2 separate regions of the Oryzias latipes genome follow, and region 1 is linked to region 2. Evidence: chromatin contacts called from public Hi-C data. All regions are on one chromosome and are shown on one strand. Each heading gives the region's core, a stretch centred on a gene start, on an enhancer-like site or on the middle of the called end of the contact. The rest is flanking DNA. Distances are from core to core; before and after follow the strand shown.

The links. A called contact is a pair of places that touch in the nucleus more often than the background predicts.
Region 1: a Hi-C map of embryo shows a contact between it and region 2, with 2.4 times the contacts expected there. The contact joins the promoter of tmod4 here to the promoter of LOC101165175 in region 2. A contact is called at or near these places in 4 of 5 Hi-C or Micro-C datasets (embryo, fibroblasts and gastrula embryo).

What each region holds. Positions count from the first base shown.
Region 1 is chr16:27,101,392-27,108,559 of ASM223467v1, forward strand. tmod4 (tropomodulin-4) reads left to right here and starts at 4,907. Exons shown (of 10, transcript XM_004078349.4): 1 at 4,907-5,082.
Region 2 is chr16:26,970,800-26,978,283 of ASM223467v1, forward strand. It overlaps LOC101165175 (cathepsin S), which reads left to right and starts at 5,408. Exons shown (of 8, transcript XM_004078345.4): 1 at 5,408-5,532; 2 at 7,175-7,299; 3 at 7,416-7,484. The coding sequence starts at 5,511. It overlaps LOC101164922 (cathepsin K), which reads left to right. Exons shown (of 8, transcript XM_004078344.3): 7 at 2,406-2,514; 8 at 2,680-3,376. The coding sequence ends at 2,779.

The DNA of each region.
Region 1 (7,168 bases), core at 3,657-6,156, 130 kb after region 2:
CTTTTATGCCAGAGTGAAGCAAAACCACACAAAAAAGAGGAAAATCCCTTTTTGACTTTACTGAGGTTAGAAAGAAATCCTTTTATACTCAAAGGGAAAGTTTCTATCCCACCACTAGCCCCGCCCACATTTTCTAAATAAGTACATTCCCTTTTACGTAAGCTTTTTTATTTTCCTTTTCATTAAATTTCCAAAAAGAACTTCCAGAGAACTCCACTGAACCTGAAATGATGATTAATGTATTTCCCATTTTATTATCCTGCTCTCGACAAGTTTGTGTTATCATTTGTAATAAAGTGGTCACTAACTTAACACAACTTCCCATTTATTATGGTCAAAGTTGAATGGAGTTAACCTGCCACAGAGCTTTGAAGCCTAGCACGACAACAGGAAATTTTCTAATCATCTGTTAAAACCTTCTGACCGGAAAGAAGATACCATTTAGTCTCGCCTGGAATCTGTAACATGTCTGTACAAGATGGATGGATGGATGGATGGATGGATGGATGGATGGATGAATGGATGGATGGATGGATGGATGGATGAACAAACTCATTGTTACATCACATATGACCGGTCTTTGGGATTTGGCATGCTTTTAAGTCATTATGTTTGAAAAAAACCATTTAATTGGATCCAAAAGTTTTACCATGTGGCCCAGAGCTTCAGCAAAGGTTAATCATTCAGTCTGAAAATGTTGTTGTCAACTTGATTTCCATTTTTATCACATATAGTCTATTATTTTCTGTGAGAAAATTACATTTCTGTGTATGTCTTTGTTCAAATCGTTATGAATCCGGAGCAGAGGAAAAATAACACTTATGGAAAAAGATGTGGATGTTGGACAGGCCACAGGCTACCTGCTCTGGTCCCTTCTGATGCATCCACTTGATCTAGACGACTAGATCCACGTACGTCTTTGTTTTCCTCATCTGAGCTGGAATCTGGCTCAAAACTGTTCAGCGGGATGGCTCCAACATTGCTCGGCAGGAGCAGTAATCTAGTGCGGGATCATTTAAAGCTTTCAGTTATGGGCGACAGAAAGGGGAAAACACCACTGGGAACTCTTTGACAACAGATCAAAAGATGATCGGAGTGGGACTTTGAATTTGTTCACTTTACCAAAAATAACATTTATTTATTTTGTTATTTAATTTATCACTTATCAAAAGAAAGTAAATAAAAACAGAATATACAACAATGCTGGATGTGATGGATGGTTGCCTAAAACCCATGAGGGGCTCAACATGTGGCAAGTTGACATGTTGGTTTTTCTCCAACGGGGCAACCTTGAATCTTCTGTCACTGAATGACTCAAGTCTTTGAAAGCTTGAATAATTTTCTAATTTTATTTTTCAGGATAAAAATAGATTTAGGGATGCTAAAAGGTCAAATCAGTTTTGTTCAAAAAATGTATGATAGAATTACATCAACTAGATGGGTGAACATTTAAAATAAATACATCGTTTTGTGCATAACATGTTTTACAGATATGTATTTTTCCTATCTGCTATATTACTTTCCGCTATTTTTCTTTCCTGTTTCCAAAACGACTTCCTCTTTTTCTCAGTTGACAGCCTAATTTCCTGAAAACACCTATATATATGGCTGATGGGTGACGTGGGTGCATGTACGTTAACGGTAAGGAGTTCCTCGGAAAAGCCTTTTAATATGGAAAACCTGTGTAACAATGACTAATACATTTAAATCAAAGTCAGTAGTTTGTGCGTGGGTGTTTGAGTGTAAAACAAAAAATGAAAGAGTTAAACCTGCCTTTTAATAAAGAAATTCTTTCAACCAGTTTATTTTCTTTTCAAAGTTTGTTTTTCCCCCAAAAGTGGAATTTATTTATTTATTTTTTGTGTTGTAGCTGTTCATACACTGACCAGGGACCGAACTACAGAGGGACAAGCGAGGTTAGGTGCCCCCTTGCAAAAAGCTTTGGCCCCTCAATATTTAAATCAATATTAGAACCATTATTGACAGCTGATTGTTTTAAAACTTCACTTGAGAATTTTGGAAGTTCATTGAAATGGAATGAGATGACGAGATGACTGAACTGTTCATAGCATTTTTAACATTTCATACATGAGATGTATGAGATTATGAGAGGATTGTCAACCGTCATTCATGAGGTCTTCATGGGATTATAGAAGAGATTACTTATCCGTCTTTTTCAAAATAAATTATCACTCGGGCAATAACCTGGGAGTGAAAATGTTTGATTTTACACATTTTCTGTCTACATTATCCTTCAGTTGCAGCATTTTCAAGAATAGACAATGCAGAAATAGACATTTAAAATGTTGAATTTTCAAAATTCAGATTTTAACATTTGCTGCCCCCATGTGGAAAAGAAAAAAAGTGTTGTTTTTTTTTGTAAACAAAACTATTTAGAGAAGAAAAAGTCAAATATAGTTGTCATATTTTATTAGAAATTTCATTTTGCTATTACTTAAAAATCTAAAAATCAAGGAAGCAGTAAAAAATGTGAATTGCTACAACAGAGTTTTATTACAAACACGTGTTTTTTTTCAATCATGACTTTAAAGTCTTAAATTCACGAGAAAAAAGTAATAACTGTAAAATTACGAAAATAAAATAAAAAATTTACGAGAAAAATCTCGTAAATTTAAATCTTCAAATCTTGTTTTTTTTGTGGCTCTAAAACTCTAAAATTACAGATCAGTTTTGACTCTTTATTGAAAACTTTACATGATTCAAAAACAAGTACTGCACGTTTGTCATTCATAAAAAGCTTCATAAAACTTCAAATGGTTACAGGGAAAACAGAAATCAAGACAAAAACTCTAATGGAGAGACGGTGGAAGAGGTTGTCTATGCTGTATGATGACACGAAAAGTCAAAGAAAAGCCGCCATAACTGACTAAAGAGAGAAAGTAGAACATGATCATTTTTCTTTTGTTTGTTATTGTTTTATTAATCATCAAATCAAATTAAATCAAATTTATTTATACAGAACCTTTTAACCCTAACCCTAACTTTCCTGACCCCCACGCACACGACATAATATAAAACTTAAAAAGAAGCCTGAAATGAAACGAAATGAAGACCTGACCACGTCAGCCCCCCACCACACACACACACACACACACTCATATTTACAGAAGATGCTACCACAGGACCCCCCCCCCCCCCAATTCAAAGCAAGGACCCCAACCCAAGAGATATTGCACTGCAGCAAAAATGTGTATTTATTGTTGTAAGATGCAGATTTTTTTTTAGATCACAGGAACATTTTTCTGAATGGTTTTCTTTCACAAAAGCAGAAAATTCACACTTTTAAAATATTTGTTTAAAAATCTGTACATGTGAACATTTGCATAACAAACAGCTGTTGCACCAAACAGAATGAGGACATCTGACAAAAGAGCTGTCAGCTGACAGAGTGAACTTATTTAGTCAATGACCACAGCTGAAGACAGCTGGAGCAGGTATCACATTAATGGAACAGATCAAAAATACACTAAATAAATAAATGGTTTTTTTTATTTGATTTTGCAGTTTATTCTCTAAGAAATTCCTGGTTTCATTTCAACTATCACTACCTAAGAGTGTAACATCTGATCTGATTCGTTGTCTCTCTGATCTTCATTTCCATCCTCATGTTTTGTTTTTTTTCCCTCTTTTTTGGTATTTCATTATCTTAGCTGCTTTGAAAATGTTTTTTTTCCTCTGGCATGCAGCGTCCTGCCTCTGATCTCCTGTGTTTGGGTTCTTCACGCACACTAAACCGTGACAGAAAACAGAAAACAAACCGTGAAGTGGGAAAATGACCAACACAATTTAAAATTCAACAGAAACAAACGGAATTCAATGTGTGGTAGGAAGAGTGAATGACTGCTAAAAGTAGAAAAAGTGAGTAGATGATAATTAAGGCACAGATTATAATGACATTTTGCTTTGGTGTAGATTTAACTGTAAAAAATATAAAGGAGGCAGAAAATTCAATACATTTTCCAGAGTTTGGATTGGGAATCAAAGGGAAGATCACTACTAGCATTTTATGATTTGGTGAAAAAGTCACCTTTATTTTTTGCTAATGCTAACAGAGGAAACGGTTTTCTCAGCATCAGATCCAGCAAACAATTCCAAAGCAGTTGGGTTTAAAACAGAATAATAAACAACTTAACTTCTTGACCTGACCTGCTCACCAGAGATGAAAGGAAAAAGCCTGAATTCTATTAATTTTAGTAAGATTCACACCTGAAAAGATTGACGCCGTGTGGCGTAAAAACAAGTAAAGTTTTCCTCTTTTAGTTTAGTCTTGAAAGCAAAACGTTTATCTCTGCATCCTAATGTGTCTGGATTTAACTTTACCCAAAATAATAATAATTATATCACAGTTGAATGGGCATTCTCTAAAGGAGATGATTAGATTTTCCCAGCATTGCTAATCCTGATCAATATCTCAGAAGTTTTTCTTTTTTTTCTTCCTTGCAGACAATTTCATGCTCCAGTAGTGCTGCAGACGTCCTAACATGCTGTTTTTAATGAAAGGTGTGGCACACAGACACTTTTATATTTATATTTCAGCATGAGCAATCAAGCCCTCACTGTTTTAATGATTTTGCAGTAGTTTTATTTTATTATTTTCTTTGCTTGGAAATAAAACAAATTCAAAGTAAAAGAAGCTTTCCGGTTAAAGTTTATCACAAAATTCTTTTAGAAAAAGTCAAAAACGTGTAACTTAAATGAATTAAAACAATGATGAAAAACAAATTGAGTTGAGAAAAAGATTACATTTAAGTGTACTAACAGATTTCAACCACTAGATGTCACTCTTCCTCCCTTCAGTCAGGGATAACTGAAAGTCTGAGGAGCCCGGCTCTCCTCTGTCACGGCTCCCCTTCTCCGTGACACCCTGTTCACCTCCCCTTCTCTGTCATGCAACCATAAAATAAAATGCTGACTTGTCAAAGTGCGGCGAGCGACCCTGTCTCAGGATAGCAGGGCTGAAGCCTGACCCACGAGAGAGGGGGGGTGAGGCAGAGAAAAAAAGAGAACAGACTTGCTGGAGCTGCAGCCTCCCCTTTGCTTCAGCACTGAGCTTCTGTGAAGGTAGGCTGCTCACTGGTTCTCTCAGGGACTGCACCAGCATGTTAATCCTTTTATCATTTTGGTGAAATTCAAATGAAACTAAGTTTTTTTTTTTTAAAGAGTTTTTAGGTCTAAACCAAAAATTGAGTTTCCTTTGTTTGTAGCTGAGGCAGAAAAGAATTTTCCATTCTGCAGATGAAGCTGTTTAGCAGAAACTTCTGCAGAAGCTCATCAGTGTGGTATGTGGGGAGGTTAATCCATTCAATAGCTGCTCATCACTGTGTGCTTTGTTTGTCACACAGGATTTGGGGAACTGGGTCTGGAAGCTGCAGACTTTACAGAAAAGTCTATCCTTTTTTTGCTCATCCTGTTCAGTCTAAATGAAATCTGATTATCTGGAAATGGCCTGATTGTCCGCATTGTTTAATACTCTATGAGAAGTTGTGGGAATTTAAAGGAAGGAGGGTCTAAGGGCAGGGATGCCCAGTTTAGTTTAGTCTGTTTAGTTAGTTTAGTTTAGAATTTACCTATTAAATTCTATGACTTCATGACCCTTATGATTGTATGTTTACTATACAATCACCAGTATGAAGCCCATTGAGATGACTTGTGTGTTGTAATACTGGGCTCTATAAATAAAATTGAATTGAATTGAATTAAATAAACGAACAGAAATCAATCAAATAAAATGTCCTCGGTAAGTTAGCTAAGGAACTGAATTTGCGTCTGTGACACCGTCTCAAGTAGCAACCAGGCAGGGCAGAAATCGACGGAGCTGAAAGTAGCTGACTTGTGAAGCTAAAATTAAGCTGAGGGCTGATTTGGAATGTTACACTTGGGCAACAAGACGTGGAGAGAATGACCCTCAGATGGTGAGAAGTTTTCGGAGTCGAGGATGAGGAGCTCATTAAAAATCCCCCTCTTATTCTGCAGCTGGAGCACAAAGACAAACTCGAGGCTGGAGGACAGAAACCACAGAGCAAACCCAAACGTCCACATTTTCAGAGGTGCATTGCAAACTGCAGGCAGGACACAGGAGCAGCGTGTAAATCTTGTGCCATTTATTAGCAAATAACCTTTGTCTAGGGGAAATCCACACCGCTTTAATGGTCTTCAGCTTGTAAAACAGAAAGTAGTGGCTTTCATGCACAAGAGCTTCATGCCACTGAGTGAAATAAGAATCTGTTTATGTGATTTTATCATGAGCTTTAATAAAAACGAGTGCACTTTTTTCTTCTTGAAAAGATGCAATAGCTTTTAAAATCGTTTTGCGGATGTGATAAAAACCTGAGATATTTAATTGTATCTCTTTTCAGCTCTGATGAAGATTTTTGATGAGAGAGGAAGACTACACTTCAGCTGATTCATCACAGTTTTCACTAAATTAGTCTTTAAACTTTCCCATTTATTAGTTTGTAGGAGAAGCCCCTTGAGATGTGTCATCTCGTTTCCAAGGGGGGACAGTCATCATTCAGTTCACAAGAATTATTCATTCATAGCTTTTGATCCAAGTTGATGTAGAAATAAAAAACATTGTAGCCTTATGACAATTGGTTATCTAGTTTTTATAGTAAATGTCTTAGATGCTGTGTGAATTAATAGAGATCTGTTCTTAAATTTTGTTAAAAAAAATAAAATAAAAAATTAAGATTCAAAATCTTATTCTTGGTGCTACAGATTGAGAAAGAATTGCAGCAAAAGTTTACACTGAAGTAAATCAAATATAAGTATAAGGTTTTCTAAAAAATAACGTATTTTTAAAAGTTTTCTTTTTCTTGAAAGTTTCTTTAGGAAATTGGAATCAAATTTGAACAAAAAGAGAAAGCAAACAGATGATGTTCATTTGAACAGGAGCAGATAAAGGTAGTATATAAAATAAATCAATTCAAAGCAGAACATTATGACATTTTCTTTGGGAAACAATCAATAAGAGGGGAAATCCTGGACTCTGAGTGATGGGTGTACAGCTGTGTTTTTTAACCAGTGTGTCGCGGTGCATTTGTGTGCTGTGGGAAATTATTCACTTTCACCTGATTGGTCTTAAAGTCATCATAAATAGCTTTAAGTTCATCCAAACAGGCCAAGGTTTCACTTTGAGTTGGTAGGT
Region 2 (7,484 bases), core at 4,158-6,657:
GAAGTAACACTTTTTTAAAGAGTTGTATCTGAACTATTGTTTTTTTAATTAAGAAATGTTAAAATATTAAGAGAAAATAGCATTTCTTTCATGAGTTTTTTTTTTTACTTTGGACAAATGCTCACGAGTTCTAAAACATAAGACGGTGTAAAAATTAACATAAAAGTTAAAAATGCTTCTTCTGTTAAATACATTGAGTCTGCTGTGAGCCATCATTCTTTTGCTTATTATTGCTGTTCATCTATTCCTGTATGGCAGCGATTGTGTAGCATAATTAAAAATAATGCAGCTTCATTTTTTTGAAAATGAAAAAGCATTTCTGGTTTTGACTTTTTTTTATTTTTAATTATGCTACACAATCGCTTCCATATTCCCAAACACTTGTGCAGCATAAAATAATATGTGCTTTAAATCTTTTATTGTTTTGTTCTATCAAACAGATCTTAAAGAAAATCACACTTTTTTTTTTACCAATAATTGCTCTGCAGGATTCACAGATCACACACAGACCTGTTGATTTAATGTCAGCAGATAAACTTTACAGTTTCAGGACATCCTTGGCCATAAATACACAAATCTGAATTAAGAAAAATAATCAATGCTAAAAAAGAAAGAAAGTTTGAATTATTGTTAAAATGAAAACGTCTTCATCCAAGAGACAAAATTGAGGGTAAAAAGAGCTGCTTTGGTTTCTGAGCCTTGGTAGCAGACACCATGTTAGATAAATGTGGCAATTCAATTGGTTAGAATCTGGACCAATCAGCAGCAGCAATCAGTTTGATGGCAGCTTTGGCGTACTAAACTGAAATTAATGTCAGCAAAATCAAAGATAAGAAAAAAGTGGTATGACGCACAACGCATGTGGAAACCTTTTTGGCTGTGGCGGTTTTATCACGCGAAGTCTCGCTCAGAGTGGTCGGCAAAATCAAAGATAGGAAAAAAGGCAAGATTGGAGAACAATGCATGCGAAAACATGTTTTGCAAACGCAAACAAAGTTTTTGAAAGCAAAAAAAATTTGAAAGTAAAGTAAAAAATAATTGAAAAGCAAATATTTAACATTTTCATGTGCAACTTTGAAAGTTTTGTGCGCAACAGGGTGACAGAAATATCACTCCATACAATATTACAGCAATTGTCATCTCAACGGGCTTCATTTCTGTTATTGTATACGAAAATGAAATCAAAAAGAACAGGAAGTCCAAAAATTCAATAGTAATAGGCTGAACTGAACTAAATAGACTAAACTGGGCATCACAACCCTTAGACTCTCCCTCTCAGTAAGGAAAAACTCCTAAAAAAAAAAAAAAAAGATTCCTGGGGGAAAAAATAAGAAACCTCAGGGATGTCCACATGAAGGAATAATCCTTTACCAGGACGGACAGGCGGTGTACCAGAACTCTTAGAGAAAAAGTAATCCAACTCTACAACTAAATGTTAAAATAGTCCAGCAGATGGGCTACATTCAGATGGAGTTGGGGGACGGCAGGGGGCACGAGACGAGCCAGAGACGGGGTCCACGGCCAATGGCATCAGAATAAAGACAGAAACTTAGAAAAACCAAGAAATCTATGGGATATTCTGGATTACTTTTAACCCCAAATCAAAATAAATGGATGTAAAAAAAAAAAAGATATATTTTCTCAAGTATAAAAAAACATTTTTCCGGCACTTCAATTAAAATTACTGAGTTTAATCGTCAAAACAAATCCAAACCTGACACAAAAGTTTAGCTTTGAAGAAGAAACTTGAACAGACCAAACCAAGTACTTTAGAATTGTTTTCATGACACAGCTGTAAACCCAGGATAATCATTCTGATCATATTTGATACAAGCGTTCCTGGCCATTTCAAAATCGCTGCTTCCATGAAATCTCAAAAAGTTGAGCTCATTTTTAAAACTTTATGGTGAGAAAACTCATCTATTGTTATTTTTCAAAAGACCACTTGTTGAATGACAAGACAACCAAATGTGTCAAATAATTCTTTATACAGTTGAGCCATTTAAAAAATGTGTGGATCAAATATGACACGTTGGGTAAATACAGTGCTTTTTTCCTGAACACTCGTGTGAATATTTTAGCATCTCAAAATTACGCTTGTAAGTTTTTGTGCAAAATAATGTATCATAATTCATGCTATCTACTGTATATCTTATAAGATTACATGTATTGCAAAAACGCATTTGTAGATTTCATCAAAGAGTTTAAAAAACATCTTAATTCTAAAATCAATTATTTTTTGCTGTGGGCTTAACGGGGTTTAAACACCTCATGATGCAAAAGTTTGAACAGAAACTTTAAACTTATTTTGGATCATATTGTTATTTCCAAATGTAAATTTTAGATTTTTTTTAGATTATTCTTTGGCTGCAGCTCAAAGTTTGACTCATCTGTCATGTGACCAGGTATTTACTTCGACCGCAACTGCAACAAAGAAGACATCAATCACGCCGTGCTGGCGGTCGGCTACGGAGTGAACGCCAAGGGCAAGAAGTTCTGGATTGTGAAGAACAGGTGGGGTCAAAAGACCATCATGCGATGACTCTGCCTGTGGGGATTGGATGTCTGTCATTTTTCATTTTGTGGGGTGGGTTGGGGGGGCATCAACCTGATTAAATGCTTTTTTGATCCTAATGATGATCAGCGCCTCACCTCTCCATCCTTACCTCCTCCTGGCAGCTGGGGTGAAACCTGGGGCAACAAGGGCTACGTCCTGATGGCTCGTAACCGTGGCAACGTCTGCGGCATCGCCAACCTTGCCAGCTACCCCGTCATGTGAGCGGACCCGTGTGGAGATCTGAACGAGAGAAGAGAGGATGGAGGGACTTTGCTTGGACTACTTCCCCTCAGAGAAAATGTGTGAAGAGTTCAAAACCACTATGAAAAAGCATCACCAGGCTTGAACAGATGATTTGAAAACGTTTCCACTGTACTAGTGTGGTTTGGAAACTCAGTTGTGTGACCTTGGGTCACAACTTCTCTTAAAATATTGGATCAGGACATTATGCTGTCAGCACTTTGGACCCCTGTGGTATTTCACATGATCTCCAAAATCTGCTTCACAAAACTGTTTCTTCTACATCCAGAGGAGGAGGAAGCCCCAGAAACAAGAAACGCCACCATGAAAACTTTTGTTAGTTTTTCCAAAGTAGTTACTCTTTTAGTCCCTGTTTTTGGTTTGACATCCACAGAAAGCAGACACATTGCTGGGCAGTGTGAGCTCCTCCTTTTCTGCAACTCCATCACTTTTGTGTGTTTCATTCCTGATCATGTGTTTGGTTGTTTTTGCTCCTTTCAGCACTTTTTTTCTAATGATTCAACTGTAAACGGATGTTTTCTAACAAAACTCAATAAAGGTTTTGATTTTGAAGGTGAACGTGTGGAATCTGAATCGAGTGTTGGCTTCATTAAGAAAATAACGCATTCGTCTCACAATTACAAGGAATTATAAATGTTTTTGTGGCTGGAAAAAAAAAGTTGTGTCAGAATTTAAATATCTTGGAATAGAAATTGATTCTAATTTAAGGTTTAAATCACAAATCAAAAAAGCTGAATTTGTCAAATTCCGGGTCAATAAGGTCACATTTATCATTGCAGTCCTCTCAATGGCATGCCATGTATTACAAAAAATGATACACACTTAAACCATGAAAATCACTTTACAAACACATAACCAAAGTACTGGACTACAACTATGCCAATTATTTACGGAAACTATTTGTTTCGGCTACAATTGCCTTTTTTGGGAGGAGGGTGGGTTCCAAGTCGCTTCAGCAAGAAATACTCGCTGGCTTCTTTATCAAAAAGGTGGTTTTATTTAGAAGTTTTGATTTACAGTTTCCGGTTTTAAAAATACTTTTTCCTACTCCCTGTCACCGTCTGCAAAACTCAAGAGCCCCCACCGAGGCATGATACAAGTAGGCAGAATCCAGTCAGGAAAAAGATGAAATACAAATGATCTACTTTATTATATTTATGGTTTTAAATGTTAAAAAAACGACATAATTAAAAGCAAACAACAAACAACGCAAACAGGCTACAACACTAATAAACTGGAAGAATCTCATCAAGTATTCTAAATAAAACCATCAGTGCTCTGTCATCTCCTCCACTTGGTCCTGTTTTGGAGGTTTGTCTCCTGTGCAGTGTATATATGTTCATAATTATTCAAAACGCGACTAACTAATTGTTGCACTGTTTGATTGGTGAGGTAAAAATGCTGAATCAGCACGACACGAAACTTTCAAAGATCCGATCTATTTCTTTAAGTCTTCTCTAGCACATTTCTCTGCAGAAGATCGTTGTCCCCCTCTGCAGCTTTAGAGTTTTGCTCTGAATTGACAATAGGAAAACATTTTATTTGCTGACCCTGAGCCCAGTGGAACAATCTATTTTTCTATCTAACCAGATTTTTTAAGAATAATAATAATAACAATAAGGATTCAGGAAGGAGAAGACATTTTGGTTCCACTGTTAAACAGCTTAGCAACATTACACATTCAGGTGTGAAGCTCATGCACACAGAAGAAAGTGTGTTGGGCTGTAAATCTAGTAAAAAGTAAATAGTTTAGTTGTTTTTTTCCTTAAAATGCTGTGTTTTTTGTTTCATTTTTTCTTAATTTACTTTGCTTTTGCTTTTGGTACAGGCTTTTGACTAAATTATTTTTTAACCTGCTTTAAATTCATTTAAAAGTACAATGTTGGGCTACTTTTTGTTAGAATTTTCTCTAAATTACATAGCTTTGCCTTCGTTTCAAGTTGTTGGCTAAATAATTGTATGCTTTAAATTCTTGAAAAAGTACACATTTTTGGTTATTTTTAAACCATAAAGGCTGTTTTTTATGTTTTATTTGTCTAAAAGTTTATCTAGCTTTGTTTTTGATCCAGGTTGTTGACTAAATGCTGTTTAAAATTTGCTTTATGAAAAAAAGTACAAATGTGGGTCATTTTTAAAGCGTCAAATTTATTTTGTGTTTATTTTTTTTCTCCTAAGACTACTTTCTCTTTGCTTTTTGTCCAGGCTGTTGGCAAAATACTTCTGAATCTGTTTGAATTTAATTAAAAAGTACAAATGTTGGGATATTTTTTGAACTTAGAAACTTTTACGCTTTACTTCAAATTCCCTTATCCGTGCATTTTTTTAAAAACCTTATTAAATTTGCTTTTAATTTATTACAAACTACACCTTTTTGGTATTGTATAACTGAAAAGACTGTCTTTTATGTTTTATTACTCCTTAAATCACTTTGCTGCGTCTTTGCTCCAGGCTGTTGTGAAATACTTTTGAAAATCAGCTTCAACCTTGATTCCAAACTCAGCAGCAGCAGCAGTTTCAGCAGCAGCCTCAGTCTCTTCAGTTAATTTCAGCTGCAGATTCAGCAGCAGCAGCAGCGGCCCTTAAACTGGTTTCTTTCTGAAAGCAGAAGTGCCAGATCACGTGACCCTGGCCTGTCTTCATAAAGACGCGGCAGGTCGCTCAGAGGAAGTACAGCTGAGAAGAACCGAACGCGATGAGTCCGATGACCAACCGAGGCAAGTTCAGCGTTTTTTTCCCTTTCATTTCAGATGATCATTTTATTCTTTGCGTCTAAAAAGACGAACGCGTCACTCTAAAACCTAAACCTGGAACAAAAACAGATCTGAGAGCGCGTTAACTTTTACTTTCGTTCCTGTTTCCGAAGAAATCAGCTTCAGAGACTCAGACTGCAGCAGTTTGTCTGTGTTTTTGTTTCATCCCGTCTTAAAACACTTTAATTTGCTTCTTTGAACTTCAAAATAACTTCTCATTTTACTGACCATAAATCACTTTGGTAAATTTATTTGAAAAGTTTGACTTTACTTTTGTGATTTGGACGGTCGGTGTTTAAACCTTTTGTTCTTCTCCTTTCATGTCTAGACTTCCCTTATTTATGATAAAAATGCTTTTTTTAGGACATATTTTATTCTTAAAGCCAACTGGTCCAGATTAAGAATTCCAGGAAATAAAAGTCCATTCATGTGAAAAAAAAAAAAAACAACAACAAAACATTTTGTGGCATTCTGGTCTTAGTGCCACAAACTCCCCATTCTTTATTGTGTTGACAATGAAGATAACTTTTCTGAAGTATTTCATTTCCCATAGTCTTTTTTTTTTTTTTTTAAGATTGAAGGACCCCCCCCCCCTCACTGTAGAAACCCTCATAACAGAACCCTCCAATCAGTTCATGGCGTGCGGTGGCACACCTGTACTTCCTGCATGAGCAGTTCTGGTCATGAGACTTGCCTCATGCAGATGAGGCAACAGGAACTTTTTTTCCGTCCACATTATGTAGATGTGGAGATTAGGGGAACTTTTCCTCCTGTTTGTGTTTTGATTTTATTGTTTGGGCTTTTTAAAGTCTTTTATTCTGCGTTTTTTTTTTGTCATCTTCAGACCTGATCATGGCGCTGGAGGACATTACATATGATATCTTAACGTTAGCCTCTATTTTTTTTTGTCCTCTCTTGGTTGCGTAAGCGTCAGTTAAGCAGTTTTTGTTTTTTTTCTTTTATCAGTTTTACGACCTAAAGATGGCCTGCAAGGATCTGATTGTTTTCAATGTTCTGCTTTCTTCCTTTGTCACCCTCGCCAAAAACTCTGCAGAATTTGCACTCACCATTTGTTCATGTATAGCAAGTTACATCATCATTGCAATATTGATCACTAATATCGCATAAAGCGAGTCTTCCTCATGTCGTGCAGCCATAATTTGCAGTGTGTTCTAAAAATCCCTCTTCTCTTTTCATGGATGTATTTGTTGCTGTATTTTTGTTCTTTTGGGCAGATTTATTTAAATTTTTGCTACTTTAAAGTGGCGTCAACATACTTATTTCTACCAAGTTTTGAAAAAGCTTTAAGTTGTGGTATCGCTGTACTCGGTTTTACCATCATTTATAGCATGAATGTAGCCTTTTTTATTCCTCCATCGTTATTCAGACTGGGTTTCTTAACTTCATGATTCTGAAGAAGTAAACGCGTTAAAAGTTTGTTCATGGTGCGTCTCCATCGAGTCGGCGCTCCGCCTGTGGCTTATGTGAACTGCAAACAGTGAATGGTTGCCGGCTGGAGGTTTGATCTCTCTGCCGATTGTTTTCGTGCCATGCGCGCCCACAAGCGCCTCATCAAAGGTCAGATGACATCCTGCTCTCTGTGCAGGCGCGGTGCTGGGGAGCCTGCTGCTCGTCTCCCTGTGTGTGGGAGCAGCTTCTGCGTTTGACAGCCGGCTGGACATCCACTGGGAGCTGTGGAAGAAGACGCACAGCAAGCACTATCCAAGTGAAGTATGCCAACAAAGGGAACGAGCTGCATGCAGAAACTTGTAGCTTCATATGTGAGGTTAGCAGGAGCCGACTGGTTTTTGACTTCATGTGCTCTTCCTGCGATTGTGTGCATGGAGGAGGAGGACGTGCACCGCAGGGATTTGTGGGAGAGGAACCTGATGCTCATTACCATGCACAACCTGGAG